3 separate regions of the Gossypium hirsutum genome follow, and regions 1 and 2 are each linked to region 3. A link is a contact called in public Hi-C data. All regions are on one chromosome and are shown on one strand. The core of a region is the stretch at or near the end of the contact, and the rest is flanking DNA. Distances in the headings are between cores, read along the strand shown. Region 1 holds the start of LOC107888708 (AUGMIN subunit 6). Region 2 holds the start of LOC107888701 (glyceraldehyde-3-phosphate dehydrogenase 2, cytosolic). Region 3 holds the start of LOC107888720.

What was found. A called contact is a pair of places that touch in the nucleus more often than the background predicts.
Region 1: a contact with region 3 is called in a Hi-C map of leaf, with 2.1 times the contacts expected there. The contact joins the promoter of LOC107888708 here to the promoter of LOC107888720 in region 3. A contact is called at or near these places in 4 of 34 Hi-C or Micro-C datasets (callus and leaf).
Region 2: a Hi-C map of leaf shows a contact between it and region 3, with 2.5 times the contacts expected there. The contact joins the promoter of LOC107888701 here to the promoter of LOC107888720 in region 3. A contact is called at or near these places in 10 of 34 Hi-C or Micro-C datasets (callus, hypocotyl, leaf and 1 more).

What each region holds. Positions count from the first base shown.
Region 1 is chrA09:14,969,205-14,973,153 of Gossypium_hirsutum_v2.1, reverse strand. LOC107888708 (AUGMIN subunit 6) reads left to right here and starts at 1,844. Exons shown (of 13, transcript XM_016812885.2): 1 at 1,844-2,132; 2 at 2,227-2,283; 3 at 2,370-2,464; 4 at 2,722-2,872; 5 at 3,112-3,237; 6 at 3,370-3,526; 7 at 3,616-3,676; 8 at 3,756-3,949. The coding sequence starts at 1,917.
Region 2 is chrA09:15,053,099-15,056,615 of Gossypium_hirsutum_v2.1, reverse strand. It overlaps LOC107888701 (glyceraldehyde-3-phosphate dehydrogenase 2, cytosolic), which reads right to left and starts at 2,163. Exons shown (of 11, transcript XM_016812878.2): 1 at 1,913-2,163; 2 at 1,742-1,842; 3 at 1,204-1,319; 4 at 994-1,093; 5 at 715-861; 6 at 564-624; 7 at 390-487; 8 at 104-246; 9 at 1-3. The coding sequence starts at 1,940.
Region 3 is chrA09:15,387,315-15,390,917 of Gossypium_hirsutum_v2.1, reverse strand. LOC107888720 reads right to left here and starts at 2,081. Exons shown (of 2, transcript XM_041077803.1): 1 at 990-2,081; 2 at 1-805. The coding sequence starts at 1,955. The coding sequence ends at 1,053. All of the region lies in intron 1 of LOC107888721, which reads right to left.

The sequences.
Region 1 (3,949 bases), core at 595-3,094, 420 kb after region 3:
TAATTTAGTATATTAGTTTAAGGGCAAGTTAAGTAATCGATTTCAGTTTCGGTAATAGTTATATATTATATTATTAAATTATCATTAAAATTTATTTTTATATATTTTAATAATTATTAATTTATATATCTACTATACATATATAACTATAGTATTAAAAATATTTTATTTTAAATTAATACTTTTAAAAATTTATTTAACTTTATAATTTAATATAGAAAATTATTAATAATTATTTTTTCTATTAATAAAGTTTTAATATAAATATGCTATGCTTATATATATATTTTTAAAAAAATAAAGATTTATCATTTATTTATATTTCAAATAATATCATAGAAATATATTAATTATTAATGTTTATTATGACCATTTAATTATGAAATTGGGTATTTTTAATTTTTGAGTTGTACTTATCTCGGGCTTAAACTAAATCAGTTTCAAAGCTTAAATTTTATTGGGCTCAGATCATTACAAACTCAAATTAACATGGATAAGTTTTTGGGCTTGGCCTATTTTACCAGCTTTAAATATATATGATGATAAATCATAATCGTGAAATAAGATTAAGAGTAAGGAATAAGTAAAGAGGAACAGACAAAGGTGAAAAGTACAAATTAGAACTTGTTAAAAAATAAAAAAAGCAAAGACGAACGGTTAAAGCAAACTGGTGCCAATCATCACCAAAGAGAATAAAGAATGAGATTATAGAGACCAGGATGCATCGATGGAGGGAGGGGGAATAGAAGAGAGACGATGGTTGCCTTAAGTCGCAGAGAGATTAACCAGAAACCAGTGGGAAAGATTTCGAAGAAGGTGGGGGAGATGGAGTGTAGACGGAGGAGAAACGAAAGAACAAGACTGAACAACAAGGGCTAAACGGTTGCCGTTAATGTAAAGAAAGGCTAAGTTTGGGGTTTTTCTGAAGGCTCTCAATAGCTCACCTACCATCCAAGTGAATAAATGAAAATAATATAAAAAAGTTTAAACAATAATTTTTTTTGGTTCAAAAAAATGTAAATAATTTTATTAATTAAAAATTGGGTGTGTTGTCCTTAAAGAGTATTAAAGGTTTTTTCTGAGAATATTAACAATATTCTATATCCTCTTTCTACTCATTCTTTCGCCTTTCAAGCAATTTAAATTTTTGCACTCAAGCTAAGCAAAAGAAAGTCATTGGCTTGCGAAAGCATTGAATTACGGAAAAGGCAATAATCAAGGCTTAGTGCATCATCCACCTATGATAATTTTATTTTATTTCCTTATTTGTAACACTTTTATCATAATCTGTATAATTATAATGAAGTAAGTTAGAATATAAATATATTAAATTACACCCACAATGTTAATTTGTTAATTTCAAATTTAATCTCTAAATAACAGACTTACCTTGCTCTTATAAAAATTATAAAATTGTGGTAGAGGCAATTTTTATTATTAGCTCTAAAATTAAAATTCAAACTTTGATCTTGTAATAATATATATAACTGGGAAAGTTTAAAAAAAAAAAGAAGATAAAATTTGAATGATCCAACGAACAACGAGGTAAAAACAAAACAAAAAAAAGGGACGTACAAAAAAACCGGATGCTGCCACCTTAAACATTTTCAGAGCAGGCCGGCAACGGTTTAGCGCACGTTAGCCTCCCTAAGGAACACGTCACTCTGGAATTCATTTTTTATTCACCAGCGCACGTTAGCATCGGCCCTTTCACTTTATGTCTCTAGTCTCCATCAATTTCAAACGGCTAAACGTGACTCACTTTATCCCTACGGTCCCATTCCGAATTTCCAAACAAAGTCCCCCAACTTTATAAAATTTAAACTTACGCCCCTACTAAAAACTCACCATGTCTAAATTTCAATGTTTAATCCTTTCTTTTATTTTCTAAAGAAAATTTCCCCAGAGAGAGAGAGATGACAATGGATAGAGAAAAGGAGAGAGAGATAGAGCTCGAAAGCGCAATGTATACGAATTGCTTGCTTTTAGGTTTGGATCCATCCATAATCGGACTCCGAGCCTCGAACGGAACCCCTCGGGTCGGACTTTTCCGTCATTCGAACCCTAAATTAGGGGAACAGCTTCTTTACTTCATCCTCTCTTCTCTTCGTGGCCCCGCTCAATCCGCCAGAGTAATGATCCTATTCCTTTTTTTTCCCATTCGGTTTAGTTTTGATCTGGTCCGTATTGGTTTTAAGTTTGGCTTTTTGCTCTCGGATCTTTCAGGATTTCGATAGAGTTTGGCCGATTTTTGACTCAGCGCAATCTCGTGATTTTCGAAAGGTTGATTTTTCGAGTTTTCTTCTTTTCTTTTTCTTTTTTGAATTTTACTGTTTTGTTGAAATTTTATTTATTTGTTGTTAATTTAGGTTGTGCAAGGGATAATTACTGAGCTGGAAGCACAAGGAGCTCTACCGAGGAGTAATTCGAGGGTTTCTTCGCTTGCTACTTGCTGTGGACCGAGGTTAGTAGTTAATTTCTCTTTGATTTCCCAAGAAAATTCAAAATCCAGCAAAATGGAAAAAAGTATATGATTAGCTTGCCTCTTTTACTTAGTTCTAATTGCATTTGGTTCATCAGAGTGGATAGTTTACTATTGGCACTGAATATCAGTGCAAGATTCAAAAAGCCTGAATTGTTTTATTTACGGGTAGGTTTTCTTCATTAACGAAATTTGTTAATTCATTCTCACATTAGGCTTTCTTATGTTTTTTGTTGTAGATTTGTTGAGCTTTTGTGGCAACTTTCATTGCATGCATTGAGAGAGTTTCATAGAAGGAATTTTGCGGCAGATGTTGCTTCTAACCCATTGCCTGCACCATTGACTGATGTTGCATTTTCACATGCGGCCACACTACTTCCTGTAACAAAGGTAATGCTTCTCTATGAACTTTTCGTATGAAGTACATTTGAAGTTCCTTATATTAGGTCTGTGCTTTGTTTTTTTGGTTGTTTCTATGTTACTTTTCCTATATCATCATAGTTCACTTCTTGTATGGTAACAGCACTTATCATCAATCATCATTCAATACACCGAGCATTTACTTTTCAAAGTGCTTTTCTTTATTAGATCTTCCATATCTATGAAGTAACATGCTTGTTTTTTAACAGGCTAGAATAGCACTTGAAAGGAGGAGATTTTTGAAAAATTCTGAAACAGCAGTGCAGAGACAGGCTATGTGGTCTAATTTGGCTCATGAAATGACTGCAGAATTTCGTGGCCTTTGCGCTGAGGAGGTAAGTAGATAACGGTTAATTACTTATTTGCATGCTTTTTTGAGTTTTTATGTTGAATATCAATATAATCCCTCTTGCTATTAAGGGATGGCTTTAATTTAATATCTTTAACTTAGAAAACCTGGATCTTAGGCTTATTTGCAGCAAGAGCTGGAAAAATTACATGACTTAAGGAACAAAGTGAAGTTGGAAGGAGAGCAATGGGATGATCTCGTCTCTACTTCAAGTCAGAATTCTCATTTGGTTTCGAAGGCTACTCGCTTATGGGAGTCTATTTTATCTCGTAAAAGTAAGTGCCCATGAATAAGCCACGATCATCTATTTCTTCATTAACTTGTTTGATTTTCATAACCTTGATTTATCGACCTATATGTCTAGGTCAGCATGAAGTTCTTGCTTCAGGACCTATCGAGGATTTGATATCTCATCGGGAGCATAGGTAATTTGCCCCTGCGTGTCAATCTGAATAGTGCATATGGCACACTTTTTCACCCCTTTTCATATATATCATTTTCCAGGTATCGCATATCTGGGTCTGCTTTGCTTTCAGCTATGGATCAGAGTTCACAAGTTCCTCCTACAGATGTCTTATCCGTTCAGTCGGGTGATTTAGATGGCAAAGAACAGAATGATGGATTTCACACACAATTCAAAGAAGAGACACATTCTCGGGTAGATGATAGAGGTGGGAGAATCCACCAGACTGTTGATG
Region 2 (3,517 bases), core at 914-3,413, 330 kb after region 3:
GCCCTACATAAAAATATATATTATTTAGGTACATTATATAGATAATATTATATTCTGAAATATTAAAAATATCATTACAATATAAAAATATTCTAATCCTTACTTGATAGTGGCCTTGATATCTTCATAAGAAGCCTTCTTCTCAAGCCTAACCGTGAGGTCAACTACAGAGACATCAACTGTGGGAACACGGAATGCCATTCCAGTCAGCTTGCCATTCAATGATGGCAACACTTTGCCAACAGCCTATACAATTACAATATAAACTGTCAAACTTCGAATCCAACGACTATTTAAAAATAATAAAGACAGTCATTGTTGATCATAATACATTTATTCAAAGGTGAATACAGTTATTAGTATTTGAAAATCTAAAGATGATTATATACCTTGGCAGCTCCAGTGCTGCTAGGAATGATATTGAACGAAGCAGCTCTACCACCTCTCCAGTCCTTCATTGATGGACCATCAACGGTCTTTTGAGTAGCTGAAGTGAAGAGACTAATCAATAAACAATACATACGGATAGCAACAGAAAGCAATAAAACACCATATATACTTACCAGTAATCGAATGGACAGTGGTCATAAGACCCTCAACAATGCCAAATTTGTCATGGATGACCTGCCACCATGTTTACAAGACCATTATTACCATGAAGATAAAACTATTTGTCAGAAGCTCCAAAACAAATAAAAGGGAAACCACTATTACCTTAGCCAATGGAGCAAGGCAGTTGGTAGTGCAGCTAGCATTGGATACAATGTGAAGGTCAGGCTTGTATTCCTTCTCATTGACACCCACAACAAACATGGGAGCATCCTTACTGGGAGCAGAGATGATTACCTTCTTTGCACCACCCTAAAAAGTGAAAAAGCATAGATCAGATGAGAATACCATACACGAAGATAAGAAGAAGAAAATCAAGTTCCAAACACAACTTTTGGGGGCCTTAACTCCAAAAAAGCATAGGATCAAATTATTATCACAAACCTTCAAATGGGCAGCAGCTTTGTCCTTGTCAGTGAAAACACCAGTAGACTCAACGACATAATCAGCTCCAGTCTCACCCCAAGGGATTTCTTCAGGGTTTCTGGCATAAATCAAAAGCCAATAAAAAAAATAGCTCCTAAATGGAAAACTCACCATGTTCCTCAAGTCAATTACAACAACCCATTTTGAAAAAGAAACACATGATATCACCTGATGCCGAAAACAGTGACAGGCTTTTCACCAAAGAGAAGGGTTTTTGAGTCCTTCACCTTAAGCTCATGGTGCTTCCATTGACCGTGAACACTGTCATACTTAAACATGTAGGTCTGTACAAATACAATTATCAAATCACATCAATAATTAAATCGTTAAAAAAACTGATTAAAACGGTTCTTCATTTTTCATCCTTTCTTTTCAAATTAGACACAAGATTCGCTCACTAAAAAAAACCTAAGCAGAACCAGTAAGTTTATAATAAATCTCTTAAAGATCGAACAAGAAATACATCAGTTTACCAGTTGAAATTTAAACTATTTCATCATGCTCTGTTAGGTAACACTAAAAGTTCAAGAATCATATCACAAGAAAGAAAGAAAGAAAAAAATTCAAATCATCACTCATCTCAGAGCAGAGAAGATCAGATCAGCTTTCTTAAAACTAAAACCAATATAATACAAACATGCACGGAGACTAATGCCAAAACCTAGTAAATAAGTGAGAAATAGGAAGGAAAATACAGTGTACGAACCATGTAATCGGTGGTGATGAAAGGATCGTTAACAGCAACGAGCTCAACATCTTCACTTTGGAGAGCAACTCTGGCAACCAAACGCCCGATCCTTCCAAATCCTTCACCAAACAGAAAAAGAAAATCAGATCCATAATTTAAAAACAAAATCAATAATAATAATAATAGTACCGTTGATTCCGATCTTGATCTTCCCCATATCGAAAGAAGCGAAAAAAAACAAATCTCTGAAAAAAAATACGACGGCAAAAGAACGGAAGTAAAGGAAGTGAGAATTGAGAGGAAAAAATGAGTAAAAAGGAGGGTTGTTTATATACGAGAGGAAGTGTTGGTGACAGAATGATAGAAAAGGGCAAATGACGGAGATTCTCACGAGGAAAGTGGGGTCGTAGCTCACGTGTCACTTGGATGATGATGAGAAGAAGAAGAAGCAAGGGTAAAAACGTAAAATCAAAGAGTACAGTGCAGAATGAATAAATCCATAAATGAATTAATGATCTTCTTTTCTTCTTAAGTCTATCAGTCAAGTTCGTCACGTCTGATTATATCTTCTAGGACTAATCTGTTTTTGAAAAATAGGAATCGACTTTTTAAAATGAAAGTTTAGAGTTTCTAAGCTGTCGAAATTATTTTTTTAAAAAACGGGAATCGACTGTTTAAAACGAAATTTTAAAGTTGCCACCGATCCTTTTTGATGGAGTGTGATCGGGTCACCTCAAAACGTGGTCGTTTTTCAATAAACAGATTGATTTATCAAAACAACAATTTTGGTCTGCGAAAATTGGAAAAACAGGTTTGGGAGTCGATTACGTGCGAGGAAGGGTTATCACTCTTGTCACGCCCAAATTTAGTACCTAATTGATTATTCAGTGTCTTAATGTTGAAAATTAAAAATTTGACAAGAGTTTAAAATATGATTCCTCTTAGTGTTAATGTTTTTTTGAAGTATTTGGATGAATTAAAACGTATGCCAATGACCGTTTCATCTTAAGATAAAATGTTATATCCAGTACGTTAGGACACAACACATCGACCCTCGATTATGAGCTTGCCTTCTATTTCATTTAAAACACATGTATTTAAATTTTAAAAAGGATATTTGGATATTTAGATCAAACGGAAAATCGAAACCCAGTATGTTAGGGCACGACTACTCGAATTTTTAAATACGGAATATTGCCTTTATGTTATTTAAAACTCATGTATTTTATTTTAAAAGGATAATCGGTTACTTAGATCAAACGAAAAACTGAAACCTAGTACGTTAGGACACGATTTCTTGAATTTCCAAGTATCGAATATTGCCTTTACTTGAAAAATCTAGACAAAAATAATAATAAATAAAATAATATAGAGATAAAAGATAGAATAACAAAGAAAATTCGAATAAAAATTTAATTTAATTCGGGAGGGGGAAAATAAACACACGTACAACAAAATATTGAATGAAATAGTTTAAAAATAGGACGGATAATAAAAATAATAGTAATAATAATTTAAAAAATAATGGAAATGATATTAAAAAAAATAAATATAATGATGATAATAGTGTTAATAATAATAATAATAAAATAATAATAAACAAACGACATATTAATGATAATAGAAAATAATGATAATAATAACGGAAGTAATGAAAATAATAATAATAGAAACAATAGTATAAAAGTAATAATAAAATAGAAAAATGAAAATAATAAAAATAGAAACAATAGTATAAAAGTAATAATAAAATAGAAAATAACAATGATACACTAATAATAATAATATACGTGC
Region 3 (3,603 bases), core at 832-3,331:
AGAATACTCTTTAACATTGAAATTCGTGTAATACGTCAGCAGTGTTTTCAACTCTTCTACTATAGTTTGCTAGATCGTGGCAGACACAGTTGTTAGCTGTGAAAACATAGACGTCCTAGTAATCAACATAGTTTGTTTAATTTGGAGGGTGCATGATAACATTATTTATTTCAGCTCTTTTATCGATCCTAGCTAGCTCTAGGGTGCATGGCTGAACATAAACTCAAAATCCGAAAACATAGACAAAATCTCTAGCGCATATGAAGCACAAGAGCTCAAGGCATTGAGGCCAAAAACCCAAAATCAAGCACCCAATCCTCATATCACACCACAACCAAAACCTTTATCAACTCAATTAGTGAACCAACCTACCTACCAGCCAAAATCAGCAAACTCCACAAAAAACAATACACCTCCTCTTCACCAGTTACTCTAACCTAGCCATTATATAATATATACATATATCATTAAAGTAGCCTAGGTTATCTAGCTTTATCCCGACACATACACATGCATATATTTACATATAATTTTTTGTGTAAACCCAATATATCCCGTCATATCGAACTCATATTTTTACTATTATGTGATAAAGTCGCTATCACCTCAACAGTTTGTTGGTTATATGTATATAATATATATCCTGGGGTTGTTTTAATTGTATCGAGATTGAGTAGCATCCACCACCTGTCCAATACTTGTCCCAATAAAATTAAGAGATGAAAAAGAAAAAGGAAAGTTATTCGTACCAGCTGCCAGCAAATCTTGCTTTGCCAACCCAACACTTTGCTACTAACACTATAAACTACACAAAAATATAGATTTAATAAAAGCAAAATTCAAGAGTTCAGGATTCCTAAGAATATGGAGATTGATTGGTTAATAGTTAATAATTCACCCCATTTGTTTTTGCTTGTTTGCTTTGTGTTTAGTCTTCATTTTTTCTGTTGAATTCTCTTCTTTTTACTAAAATAAACAGTCCACATTACCTGATTATTCTATTAATTTGCTTCATTTCCCCCCTTATTTACTCCTTTGAATCCTCATTTCCCTCACCGGCCGAGACTGAGAGCAGCCTCGACGTCCAGCCGCCACGCTAAACAACCACCACCACCACTGCCTTCCATTTTCCAGACATCACATGGCAACATCCTTGAGAACTTCTCCTTGTGCCATGTATACTGCAACCTTACCTTGCATGAAAATGCAGTGCAAAACCTAGGCAATTCTTGTTTGAACACAAGCCAGACCATTATCTCCGGTGGCGGCCGGCCGTCATTTGCTTCCCCTACTACCATCAACATCCTCTTGTAAGCTCCATTAACCCACTGAACCCTATTCAAACCATCTGATATAAACCCTGGACACGTGTCACTCTCCAGATTCTTTATCATCTCCACGTCCGTACTCCCTAGCTGTCTCACTTCCATGCAACTGTCCGTCACGCTCTCCACCGTCACCCACGACTCCACCACCGTTGCTTTCCTCGTTTGACTCATCAGAACCGTCCGATTAGGTTCTTCCACAGCTCCCAAACGATCAACCCAACGGTTATTGAAGTTCAAGTTACATAAATAAAGTGGATCTTGATTTTCCCCCAAAACTCTACCGTTTTGATTGTTAATCGATCCGTTCCCTTCAGTTTTCTCAGGCAATAGCTGCAAAGTAACAATCGTCTGAGGATTGTTTGAAGCTTCATCATGATGAGCTTGATCTGACGATGATCTTTTCTTTCTTCTCATATTATTCTTTCGAACCCTAACGTACTTTCTTTTAGCTCTTGGATTACAAAGCAACAAATTTTTGTTATCAAACCGAACCCCATCAGAACCTGACTCACCGGAAACCGGTTTAGGGGCTATCGGCCGGAATCTTAACATTATCGGGTTTATCACCATCTTATCTGGTGCACCACCTGCGTAGCTAACCCTGCTCCGCTTCTCTTCACCGTTCATCTCTCTGACGCCGTTTAAACCACCTCCAGAATAGAATCAAAGCTTCGCTTCCCTTCTTGTCGCTTCCCACCTGTGTAGCTAACTCTGCTCCGCTTCCCTTTTTTTTTTTTTTCCAGAGGGTTTTGGTTATGAGAAGCGATAATCTAGCGGCAAATTAACAGAGAAGCAACACGTGGCTAGGGCAAGAAAGGAACAGCTGAGTGTTTTGATTGGTCGAAAGTTAAGAGGTGGAACCCAAATGAAAAGTAAGAGGGTCCACAGACAGAACCAATGGGAAGAAGGCTAGTGTACAGCACTGCCGAAAGAGAGGGACACGTGGGCATTGTCTAGAGAGCAGAGTATTTTTCTACTGTTGAATGAAATGGAAAAGAGCACAAAAGGGGGAGGTTCGAGAAAGTGGACACATGGTCCTTGTTCATTAGCTTTCTACCTCTAAATTCGGTGCCTATTGTTTCATATCTTAATGCCTCCACTCGCCACTTCTCGCCGTGATCCCACCTTCCTTCCAACTAATCACAGTAGTAAATTTTCAAATCTCTTTTACAAATTTACTATAAAAATAAATTTATAACCAAATTATTAAAAAATTCAACAGAAAATGAATTTTTTTAACAATTGTAAGAATTATAATTACACCTTGCAATTAAAGAAATTGTAATTCCTTCACCTCAATAAAACCACTAATTATAATAAATAGCTAAACACATGTAATTACATCCGATGGAATTACTAACTTTTATTCATAAAATAAAATTTATTTTTTAAAGATATAAAAATTATTAATTTCACGTTCTTTAAGGTTATTATATATATAAAATAATATTTTATATATTTAAAAAAGAAACAACTAAATATATATATTTGAAAAGTTTATGTATGTAACAAACCTAATAAGAATTAATAAAATAATTTTCACTAAAAATAAAAGAATCGAAGAGGAATATCTATGTAAAGTTGGAAGTGAATAGTTAAATGGAGTGAGGGTCACTTGGCAAAAAATGGCGCGTGGAAGAGTTGATATAATGAAAGGAAACAAGAAAGTAGGAAGAGGGACGCGTGGCGGATTCGATAAAGATGTGAATGGATATTATGGGTTAAAGATTTGTGACGTCATCCGATTTTATTTGAAAGGTGTTCGCATTATGGGATGGGAAAACGGGTTGGTTGGGGATGTCTGCTGTTGCCACGTGCTTATTTCATAATTACTTTCAGATTATTTTAATAATAACATTGTTTTTTACTACAAGAAACACAGTTACTATTAAAAATGCCTTCCTAAAACAAATTCTGTGTTTGCTTTTAATTTTAGGCATCGTATTTTAGGATCGATTCACCTTAAAGTTAAAAACTTAAGAGTGACTTGAGATACTCTTTTTTTTAATTCAATCATTATATTAGCTAAGCTATAAATAATTTTTGTTTTTAAATTTACAAGGATTTTCTTACGTTTTATTGTTTTATTTATTTATTTATTTAAAACAACATAAATATACTTTATGCTATTTAATACATAAAAATATATGCATTGATTGAGGTTTCATTTTTTATTTTAGATTTGTAAATGTGTGACATATTAAAAATCATAACTATATTTAATACAACATTAATTTCAAATAATGTATTTAATATATCTCTCTAAGATTTATTT